Regions from separate parts of the Oryctolagus cuniculus genome. Here region 1 is linked to region 2. A link is a contact called in public Micro-C data. All regions are on one chromosome and are shown on one strand. Each heading gives the region's core, a stretch centred on a gene start, on an enhancer-like site or on the middle of the called end of the contact. The rest is flanking DNA. Distances are from core to core; before and after follow the strand shown. Region 1 holds the start of TIMM17A (translocase of inner mitochondrial membrane 17A). Region 2 overlaps LMOD1 (leiomodin 1).

Region 1 (4,550 bases), core at 1,818-4,317, 49 kb before region 2:
TGGCGTAATGGGTAAAGCCACTGCCTGCATCTGGCATCCCATATGGGTGCCAATTCGAGTCCTGGCTGCTGCACTTCCGATCCAGCTCTCTGCTATGGCCTGGGAAAGTGGTGGAAGATGGCCCAAGTCCCTGGGCCTCTGCACCCAGGTGGGAGACCTGGAAGAAGCTCCTAGCTCCTGGCTTCAGATCAGCCCAGCTCTGGCTGTTGCAGCCATCTGGAGAGTGAACTAGCGGATGGAAGACCTTTCTCTCCCTCTCTGTAGCTCTGCTTTTCAAATAAATAAATCTTTAAAAAATTTTTTTTCTTCTCTCTGTAGCTATTGATTCTTCATTAAGTCTATTTATTTATTTATTTGACAGGCCATAGCAGAGAGCTGGATAGGAAGTGGAGCAACCGGGACTCAAACCAGCACCCATATGGGATGCCAGCACTGCAGGCGTCAGCTTTACCCGCTACGCCACAGTGCCAGCCCGAGAAGGAAATTTTTAAAGTTCTGAAAGTTGATGCTAATGTCCAGGTTTAGTGAATCCAAGTAAGCACCTGAACCTTTCATTTGTATCAGATCCAGTTAGCACACTGAACCACTCTTAACAACCAGCTCCAAATGTAGCCTAAATAGTTATGTAATGTACCAAGATCTCAGGAATTTGATCAGACTAGAACCACTACCCTAGGAATATGGTCTATAAGAATCTGCTAAATTCATTTTCAACCCACTGTATGTAAATTTCTTTTATGCAGTCAAGTGCTTTACAATGCATAGAAAACCATAACTTCCAAGAAAGCTAGATTTCTTTCCTACAGAATCACTGATCTTTTAACTCTGAAAAAAGAGTATTTGTCTCCTCTCCATTTTACAGATGAACAGACGCTCCGAGATTAAACAACTTGTCAGAAGTCATGTAGGCAGTACCTAGGAGAACCAACTTAACTAAAATACAGTTCTCCCGAGCCCCCAAGCTCTTCTCACTTCATCACGCAGCCTGTGTGTTCTAGGAAAATGAAGTCTTGAGGATCATTAAAGCCACATGATTTATCATATGGTGCTGGAGGTAAGGAAAGCAATTAGGAAGCTATTGTAAAAGGCATTAAGGGCATCAGGTAAAATCCTGGTCAGAGGAACCGAAAGAAAGAATTTTTCAAAGACTACAGACTGCACATACTGGGGCTGGGGCTGGGGGGTTCTTCTAGTTCTGAGCTCGATGACTTGAGGAAGTGCCAAGGGCAATCAGATCAAAGCAGGGGCTTGAACTGTGGCTCAGCGGGGCAGGCTAAGCGGAGGCTTTTCAGGGCACTGGTTCAAGTTCCAGCTGCTCTGCTTCTGATCCAGCTCCCCACCAATGTGCCTGGGAAAGCAGCAGATGATGGCCAAAGGGCTTGGGATTCCTGTGAGGGGCCAGGCTGGAGTTCCTGGCTCCTGGCTCAGCCCGGCTCAGCCCTGGCTGTTGTGGCCAACTGGGGAAAGAACCAGCACGTGCAAGATCCCTCTGAAGCTCTGCTTTTCAAACAAACAAGTAAACCTTTCAGAAAAGATGAGAGCAGCTTTGACTACTAACTAACTGGGTAACTACCGCACTGCTCCAGGACGTATGCACCAAGGGAAAGCACAGGGGCTGCCTGATGATCTGGTAAAGGAAACCCATCGTTCTTTATGATATCTAACTCAGCAATGTCAAATCTTCTATCTCCCTGCCAACCTGCGCTCTGCAGCACATCCAACAGCAGTTCGCGGTGTGCTGAGGTCTGCGCATCTGAGCAGGATTTAGGAGGCTTTTTTTTTTTTTTTTTTTTTTGACAGGCAGAGTGGACAGTGAGAGAGAGAGACAGAGAGAAAGGTCTTCCTTTGCCGTTGGTTCACCGTCCAATGGCCACCGCGGCCGGCGCACCGCGCTGATCGGAAGGCAGGAGCCAGGTGCTTATCCTGGTCTCCCATGGGGTGCAGGACCCAAGCACCTGGGCCATCCTCCACTGCATTCCCTGGCCACAGCAGAGAGCTGGCCTGGAAGAGGGGCAACCGGGACAGAATCCGGCGCCCCGACCGGGACTAGAACCCGGTGTGCCGGCGCCGCAAGGCGGAGGATTAGCCTAGTGAGCCGCGGCGCCGGCTTAGGAGGCCTTTGAAGAGAGCAGGAGGGGCTGCATCGTCTTATACATGGGGTGGGGGGCGGCATGAAGCAGACCACAGGGCTACCAGGTAGTCATTTAAAGGCCCGGGCACTTCCACAGCTTGAGGACACCTTGGTTCCAGCCCTCACACAGTAAACAGGTGCCTAACCCAAACACCAAGAGTGATTCCTCACCTAGGCCCTCAAAGAACAAGGTGAGGCTCTGACAGCGGTTCCACGCTCCATAATTACGGTTTCTGCTGACTTAGTTAAGCTTCTGTTCCCTGAACCTACCCGAGCGCCAGCGCAGAACCTGCACCCGATGAACGCTGAATTAATGAACGAGTCTCTGCTCATGGCTGTCCAGAGCACACACGCTTTTTCTATTTTCCGAATAATCTTGTGAAGCCCACCCCCTTCCCCACGGGAGAATTCCAAGCAAGAAATCGAGGCTCTGTCCTACTGAAGCTCATCCCAACACCTTGCGTAACGCCCGTCTGCAAGGCCCCAGAACGGCACTGGTTCGAGGCTTATCTCCTCCCTAGCAGAGGGACGTGCCCAAGGTCACCTCGGCGGGCACAGGAGACTGCTACTGGCCCCACACGAGGTCCACTGCGCCCTGCGTTGGGAGGACGTTCTGAGGCCCTGTCAAGCCCAAGCCTGGACCTCCTCCCCACCCACGGCCAGGTCCCAGGCGCTGGGTCGGGTGCGGCGAGGCTCACGCGGCCGGGGACCGGGAAGCCGACGGGCCGTTCGAGTCCCGACTGCCCATGTCCAGAAGCCCGCGGCGGAGTTCGGCAGGCACCCTGGGAGGCTGTAAAAGGGAGAACGAGGGCCGTGGGCAGGGCGTAAAGAGAGGCAAGGGCAGCGGAAAAGACTCACCAAGGCTCCCGAGCGTACTCCTCCATCTTGACTCCAGTGGCGCGAGAGATGCCGGGCAAACTGGGTGGAGCCTGACCCCTGCGGCGGAAGTGATCCCGAGAGGGGGCGTTAAGGTCTATGAGGATTGGTTCGCGGTTTCCCGCCGCAGCCAATGGGAGCGGGGAAGAATGTGGGCGGGGCGGGGCCCTTGTCGTGGCCGCTCTGGCCCCGCCCAAGTCCTCGAAGGCGGCGGGTTCGCGCCCTGTGGGCGGGGAGCTAGCGAGTGACGGAGTTCTTATTACAGCAGTCACCCGAGGTGCCTTGGCCTGAGGTAAACCTGGTGTTACTCCGCTAGGGTTCACCGTTTCTCCGTTTCGGCACTTGTGCTGTGAACTCTGAACCCCTGGATGGGGAGGTCCTGCTACCGCACGCCGCGCCTCCAGGGCAGCCAGCGCCTCGGTCCTTTGTAGTGCGAGCTGCAGGTGCGGGTGGCGCCCTCGACCTGCGGGACAAGGCTCCCCTCCCGTGGGCCCAGCCCCGTGGTTCGGGCAGCTCGCCTGCATTCTGCGCTTCTGCAGTCGACGTGAGAGCCCCCTGGAAGCTTGGGGGTGAGGCAGGGAGGCGAACCCAGCGCCGCAGAGCTGGCGGTTACCAGCAACGCGGGGACAACCTCGTCGGCCGCATGGCCTGTTGGAACGCGTGCGCGTAATTGAGAACGCTCTGATGAATGGTGCAGGCCGAAGAGAGGCTGTGGGAGAGGGGTAGCATGGAAGCCCAGAGCGGGAATGCGTGTGCAGCCAGCCCCCCAGGCCCCGTGGGCGTGAGGCCCTGCGCAGAGGGCCGGGGATGTTTTTCCTGGTCTCACCAGGGCCCCCAGGCCCCGTGGGCGTGAGCCCCTGCGCGGGGGCCGGGGATGTTTTTCCTGGTCTCACCAGGCCCATCCTTTAGCTTGCTACCTGCCTGAGCGCTTATTCCATATTCATTACCCAGTCCTCTGGTTGTCTGGCTCTGACCAGATTTCCATATAAAAGAGCAAGCCCTTGGCGGTGCTGCTAGCTGTTCTTGTTCCTTGGTGGGCAGTGTTGGTTTATGTACCTGTGCTTGTTGTATTTTTCTAAAGCCTAAAAAAAGTATTCATTTGTGTGAAAAGCAGAGAGAGAGAGAGAGAGAGAGAGAGAGAGAGAGAGAATCTTCCATCTGCAGCAACAGTGGAGCTGGGTCAGGCCACAGCCAGGATCCAGGTACTTGAGCCATCATCGGCTGCCTCCCAGGATGGTTGTTAGCAGGAAGCTGGACTCGGGGGAATAGCTGGGACTGAAACTCAGAGAGTGATGTGGGATACAGGTATCCCAAGTGGAATCAACCACTGTGCCAAACACCTGCCCTTAAAATTAATTTTTTGAAATTTCATTTTCTTTTACTTATTTGCAAGGCAGAGAGCCAGAGCGCTCTCCCGGTTGCACTGTGATATGGGTGCAGGTGTCCTAAGCGGTGGCTGAAGTGACCGCACCACAGCACTGTCCTGAGTTTATTTCCTTTGACTCAGTAATCAGGGATGGCCGCAGATCTCCAGAGGGACGCG
Region 2 (4,778 bases), core at 2,163-4,662:
GGGCCTGGTCTGGCAGAGTCCTCCCAAGGTCACTGGCCCAGGGGACCCTCGGGTTCCTCGAAGAGCATGGGGGATGCTGTAACTTACTGCGAGAGACACACACTGGATGTGAGGCACCTCCTTTATTCCATTTATGCCTCAACGCGACGGCCATGGTGGGCTCCAGAGAGAGCTTTAGTTGGTGAAGCAACACGTCGGCAAGCTTGTGCTGATGCCCCCACATCTCTTTGCGAAGGTTTGCGCCTGTAGAACTCCTGCGAAGCAGGGCGGGGCGAGGGTGAGGGCTGCGGGACACCTGGCCCCCTACACTGAGGGCTGGATAGCGCCTGTTTGAGTCTCTGTTTCTGCAAACCCAAACTGATGCCTAAAATCCACAGTGAACAGAAGTGCACACTGAAGACAGACAGGATCGGGGACGGTGGTTATTCCTGTTGGCCTCGGGTTCCAGCAGGGCGTGGCAGGAAACTTCTAGAGCGGTCCCAAGTCCCAGGCACGGAAAAGGGTGCAGGGCCCTGAGGGCTGGGCTCTGCCGCTGGACTCCACGGCGCCCTCTGGTGTCCTCCGTGGAGGCCAACGCCAGCGCTCCTCCAGAGGTCAAGGGCGGTGATCCAGTCCTCCCCCTGGTCCCAGTGCTCCGTGCTCGGTCCTCCCACTTCATGTTTGTTTTTCTTTTCTGAACTCTTAGGAAAGCAAGAAAGTGGAGAGCAACGCAGATGCCAAGAACGGAGAGGAAAGGGGCAGAGATGCCGGCACAAAAGCCTTGGGCCCCCGGAAGGACCCGGATCTGGGCAAGGAGCCAAGGAAGGGAGTTTTGAAGAAAAGCGTCTCCAGAGACAAAGGGGACACAGATGGCCCGGGCGGGGAGAAGCCCAAGGAGGAGAAGCTCATCCGGGGCCTGGACAAGGGCCGGGTCAGGGCCGCCGTGGACAAGAAGGAGGGCGCGGGGGAGCCCAGGGCGGCGGCCTCCCGGAAGGAGGCGGGCGACAGGCACCTGGGCGTGAGCAGGGACAAGGACAAGAAGAGAGAGGAGGCCAAGGAGGTGGCCAAGAAGGAGGAGGAAGAGAAGGGCAAAGGGCCGAGCAGGAGCCCGGACTCCAGGAAAGAGGGTGACAAGCCGAAACCCAGGAAAGAGGATGAGAAGCCGACAAGACCCAGCGGGGGTGCGGGCGGGGAGAAGGAGGGCGAGGAGGCGAGGAGGGCGCCTGGGAAGACAGATACCAAGAAGCGGGGGGAGGAAGGCCAGACAGAAGCGTCCCCCGCCGGAAAGGAGGCCAAGGACGAGAGCAAGACCAAAGCACCTGAGAAGCAGGCCCCCACGGCGCCCCCCAAGGCCGCTGAGGCCCCAGCCAAGGCCGAGGAGGAGGCGGCTCCCAGCATATTCGATGAGCCGCTGGAGAGGGTGAAGAACAACGACCCGGAGATGACCGAGGTGAACGTCAACAACTCGGACTGCATCACCAACGAGATCCTGGTGCGCTTCACCGAGGCCCTGGAGTTCAACACCGTGGTCAAGGTGTTCGCCTTGGCCAACACGCGCGCCGACGACCACGTGGCCTTCGCCATCGCCATCATGCTCAAGGCCAACAAGACCATCACCAGCCTCAACCTGGACTCCAACCACATCACGGGCAAGGGCATCCTGGCCATCTTCCGGGCGCTGCTGCAGAACAGCACGCTGACCGAGCTGCGCTTCCACAACCAGCGCCACATCTGCGGCGGCAAGACCGAGATGGAGATCGCCAAGCTGCTCAAGGAGAACACCACGCTGCTCAAGCTGGGCTACCACTTCGAGCTGGCCGGGCCCCGCATGACCGTCACCAACCTGCTCAGCCGCAACATGGACAAGCAGCGGCAGAAGCGGCTGCAGGAGCAGAGGCAGGCGCAGGAGGCCAGCGGAGAGAAGAGGGAGCTGCTGGAGGTGCCCAAGGCTGGGGCCCTGGCCAAGGGCTCCCCCAGACCTTCGCCCCAGCCCTCCCCCAAGCCCTCCCCCAAGAACTCGCCCAAGAAAGGGGGGGCTCCGGCCGCGCCCCCGCCCCCGCCCCCTCCCTTGGCTCCGCCCCTGATCATGGAGAACCTGAAGAACTCCCTCTCGCCCGCCACGCAGAGGAAGATGGGGGACAAGGTGCTCCCGGCCCAGGAGAAGAACTCGCGCGACCAGCTGCTGGCCGCCATCCGCTCCAGCAACCTCAAGCAGCTCAAGAAGGTAGCTGTGTTCGTGGGCCGGGGCCACGGGCTGGGTGGGCAGGGGTCCGCGGGGGAGCTCAGGTCAGGCTGCAGGCACGAAGCCAGGCCCCCACCTCCAGGCGGCCCTCACTCGTGTCTCCCTCTGGGTCCTCCAGCCTCTCCCCTGCGCCCCGCCCCCCCGCCCCGCCGTGTCTGCCTCCTGCAGCCTCGGCAGAGTTGTCCCCCTCAGGCCCTCCTTCCTTTGAGCCTTCTCCATTCCCTGAGACAAAAATGCTCTTTGTCCTACCAAACCCTCTCCCAGGGCCAGCCAAGCCCCACATGTCGGGCTCCCCCAAGGAGAGTCTGCCTCTGTGGAGCCTGTGCCATGGACGCATGCGCCGTCTCTGGGCTGGGCACCTGGTGCCCGGAAGCCCTGCCTGCTGACAGCGGCCTTGGTGCTGTGCCCCAGCCCTGGCGCCGTGCATTCAGGACCAGCTCCGCTGTGGCCCCAGGGCCAGGGGATGGACGGCGTCCAGTTTTCACAGGAAAGGGGACATGGTGCCTGGGCGGCACCCCTGGCCGAGGAGGCCGGGGCTCCGCCCTTCCGGGGGAGGAGCCGAAGGGGGCAGCAGAGGGCCCCTTGCAGCCTCCTCTGACCTGTCTGTGCTCTGCCCCTGCAGGTGGAAGTGCCCAAGCTGCTGCAGTAGGACCAGGCAGCCGGGCACCGTCTGCCCGCGCCACGACCGCCCGGGCCTCACCTCCCAGGGCCACACGGCCCCCACCCACCCACCCCGGCCCCGCTGCTGCCGCCATGCGGGAGCTCGAGGCCTGGGCCACGCTCCAGGAAGGATGCCCTGTCTCTCCCCACTTTCCTGTTCTTATCTCTGAGGCTCTCCGAAACCGCTTGTGTACCTGGAGCTGAGGGTTCCAGGCAAGAAGAGCCCTTGTAGCTCATCGCTGAGAAGACGGCACCACCCGGGGCCCGCACGGCTGGCAGCCACAAGAGGCCCAGGAGCCACGAGAGGAAAGCTGTGTCCACGGCCACGCCCACCCCAGCCCCGCCGCCCTCCAGGGCCAGGATTCAGACCTCTGAGGAGCCCTCGGACAAAGCTGTTGGGCAGTGGCAGGTCTGAGAGGGTGGGGGGCCCACAGGAGAGCAGGAGGGGCTGAGGAGCCCCCCAGCCTCCCTCTGGTTAGCCCTGGCGGGGACAGCCTGCCTGGTGGGGAGCGGGTTCCAGCGGGAGGGGAGGGGCAGGCAGCAGCCGGACCAGAAGGTTCGATGCCAAAGCCGATGTTTGCCGCACACCCACTGCTGTTGTATAAATAGCTGTGTATCTGTTTCCATAAGATTTTGATAATATATACAAGCCGTTAGCCGTGACTGGCTGTGCCTCACCTCTCTGCTATGCCCAGGGCCCTGATGCTCACCCTCGAAGAATCTAGAAGCTCAGGGGCCCTGCCGTGCCTGCCGAGTTGACCAGGAAATGAGCGGAGACTCCCCGCCCGCCCGCCCCGGCTGCCCAGGCCCAGGAGGCCAGGCCTGCTCCCGCAGCGTGCTGCTGCCTGGCGTCCACGGCCAGAGCTGGGCTCGGAGGTGCAGGCGGGGTGGAGGCCGGCCCGGGGTGCCTATATTAGGCCTGTTCCAAGGATGCTCCTTCCGTGACTCTTCCTGCCGTGGGCTTGGGGCCAGCCTCTAACAGCAGTCACAGGCCAGCCGGGCAGCAGAGAAGCCGGGCAACGGCGTGGGGAGCCTACTCGGCCCCCGGTCCTCCCCGCGGGTCCTAGCTCACTTCCTGCGCCACCGCCGCCCTCTGGCCCCACAGCACTGCCCTGCACGCCCACCGTCTGCTGCATGTCAAAGGCACCTTCCCGGCTCTCCTGGCACGAGGATGCGTGGCAGCCTTGGCACCGGGGAGCCGCCACCTGTATGTGTTTTCCACTGCAGGTTGTTCTGCCTCCGCGGCTTCTCCATCTTGGGGGTGGGGTCGGGGCCCTTGCTGGGTCTGGACAGGCCTGAGGACCCAGACCCCAGGGGCACTCTGCACCCTCTCGCCCTGCACCCCCGTAACCTGTGTCTGGGCAAGGAGATGGAGAACCTTGCTGGCTCCTGTCAGGCTAAGGGTGTTAGCTGGAACCAAGCCGGGTCAGCGCCGCCCACTACCCACAGCCACAGGCAGAGCTCAGGCCTTTAACCCTACCTCGCAGTCCCCCTCCCCTGCCCCAAAGAGACTGCCCATGGTGTCTTAGGAAGGCGTGGGAAGCCCTAACAGAACCCCAACAACGGAGCTCCAAAGGAACCTGTCACCTTAGGAAGTCCTGCCAGACTCCACGCAGGATTTAGCCGGAGGGAAAAGCCACGCCCCACCGTTCCCAAGCAGCAAGAGCTGCTGTTCCCTTCCTGCACTCCTGGGACCTAGCGGTGGGGTGATGTCATCGGTCCGCCGGTGCATTTGAACCTGAGGCGGGAGCGCAGCGCCACCTGGAGGCGGCCGCGTCCCGGGCTCTCATCCGAGGAAGCAGGCAGGGAGAAAGGGCGGTCAGGGGGCTCCGGGCTGTCTGGGGGGCGCCGAGGGGCGGGCTCGGCGCACGGCGGACACTCGCTGAGCTGGGAAGGG

What was found. Hi-C and Micro-C count contacts between places; a contact is called where the count stands out from the background.
Region 1: a contact with region 2 is called in a Micro-C map of ear pinna, with 3 times the contacts expected there. The contact joins the promoter of TIMM17A here to the enhancer-like site in region 2. A contact is called at or near these places in 3 of 6 Hi-C or Micro-C datasets (ear pinna, psoas muscle and an unstated tissue).

What each region holds. Positions count from the first base shown.
Region 1 is chr13:17,858,269-17,862,818 of mOryCun1.1, reverse strand. It overlaps TIMM17A (translocase of inner mitochondrial membrane 17A), which reads right to left and starts at 3,067. Exons shown (of 6, transcript XM_002717598.4): 1 at 2,990-3,067. The coding sequence starts at 3,015. It overlaps LOC108178224 (a long non-coding RNA gene), which reads left to right and starts at 3,165. Exons shown (of 4, transcript XR_011381330.1): 1 at 3,165-3,299.
Region 2 is chr13:17,809,530-17,814,307 of mOryCun1.1, reverse strand. LMOD1 (leiomodin 1) reads left to right here. Exons shown (of 3, transcript XM_017347865.3): 2 at 686-2,203; 3 at 2,844-3,544. The coding sequence ends at 2,870. Among named protein-coding and RNA genes, the nearest start is that of SHISA4, 8.0 kb to the right of the region's middle. Within about 2 kb of position 3,412, at least 3 of the 8 cell types and tissues checked have an H3K27ac peak or open chromatin away from gene starts, as enhancers often do. A contact at or near this core is called in ear pinna, where this site is marked.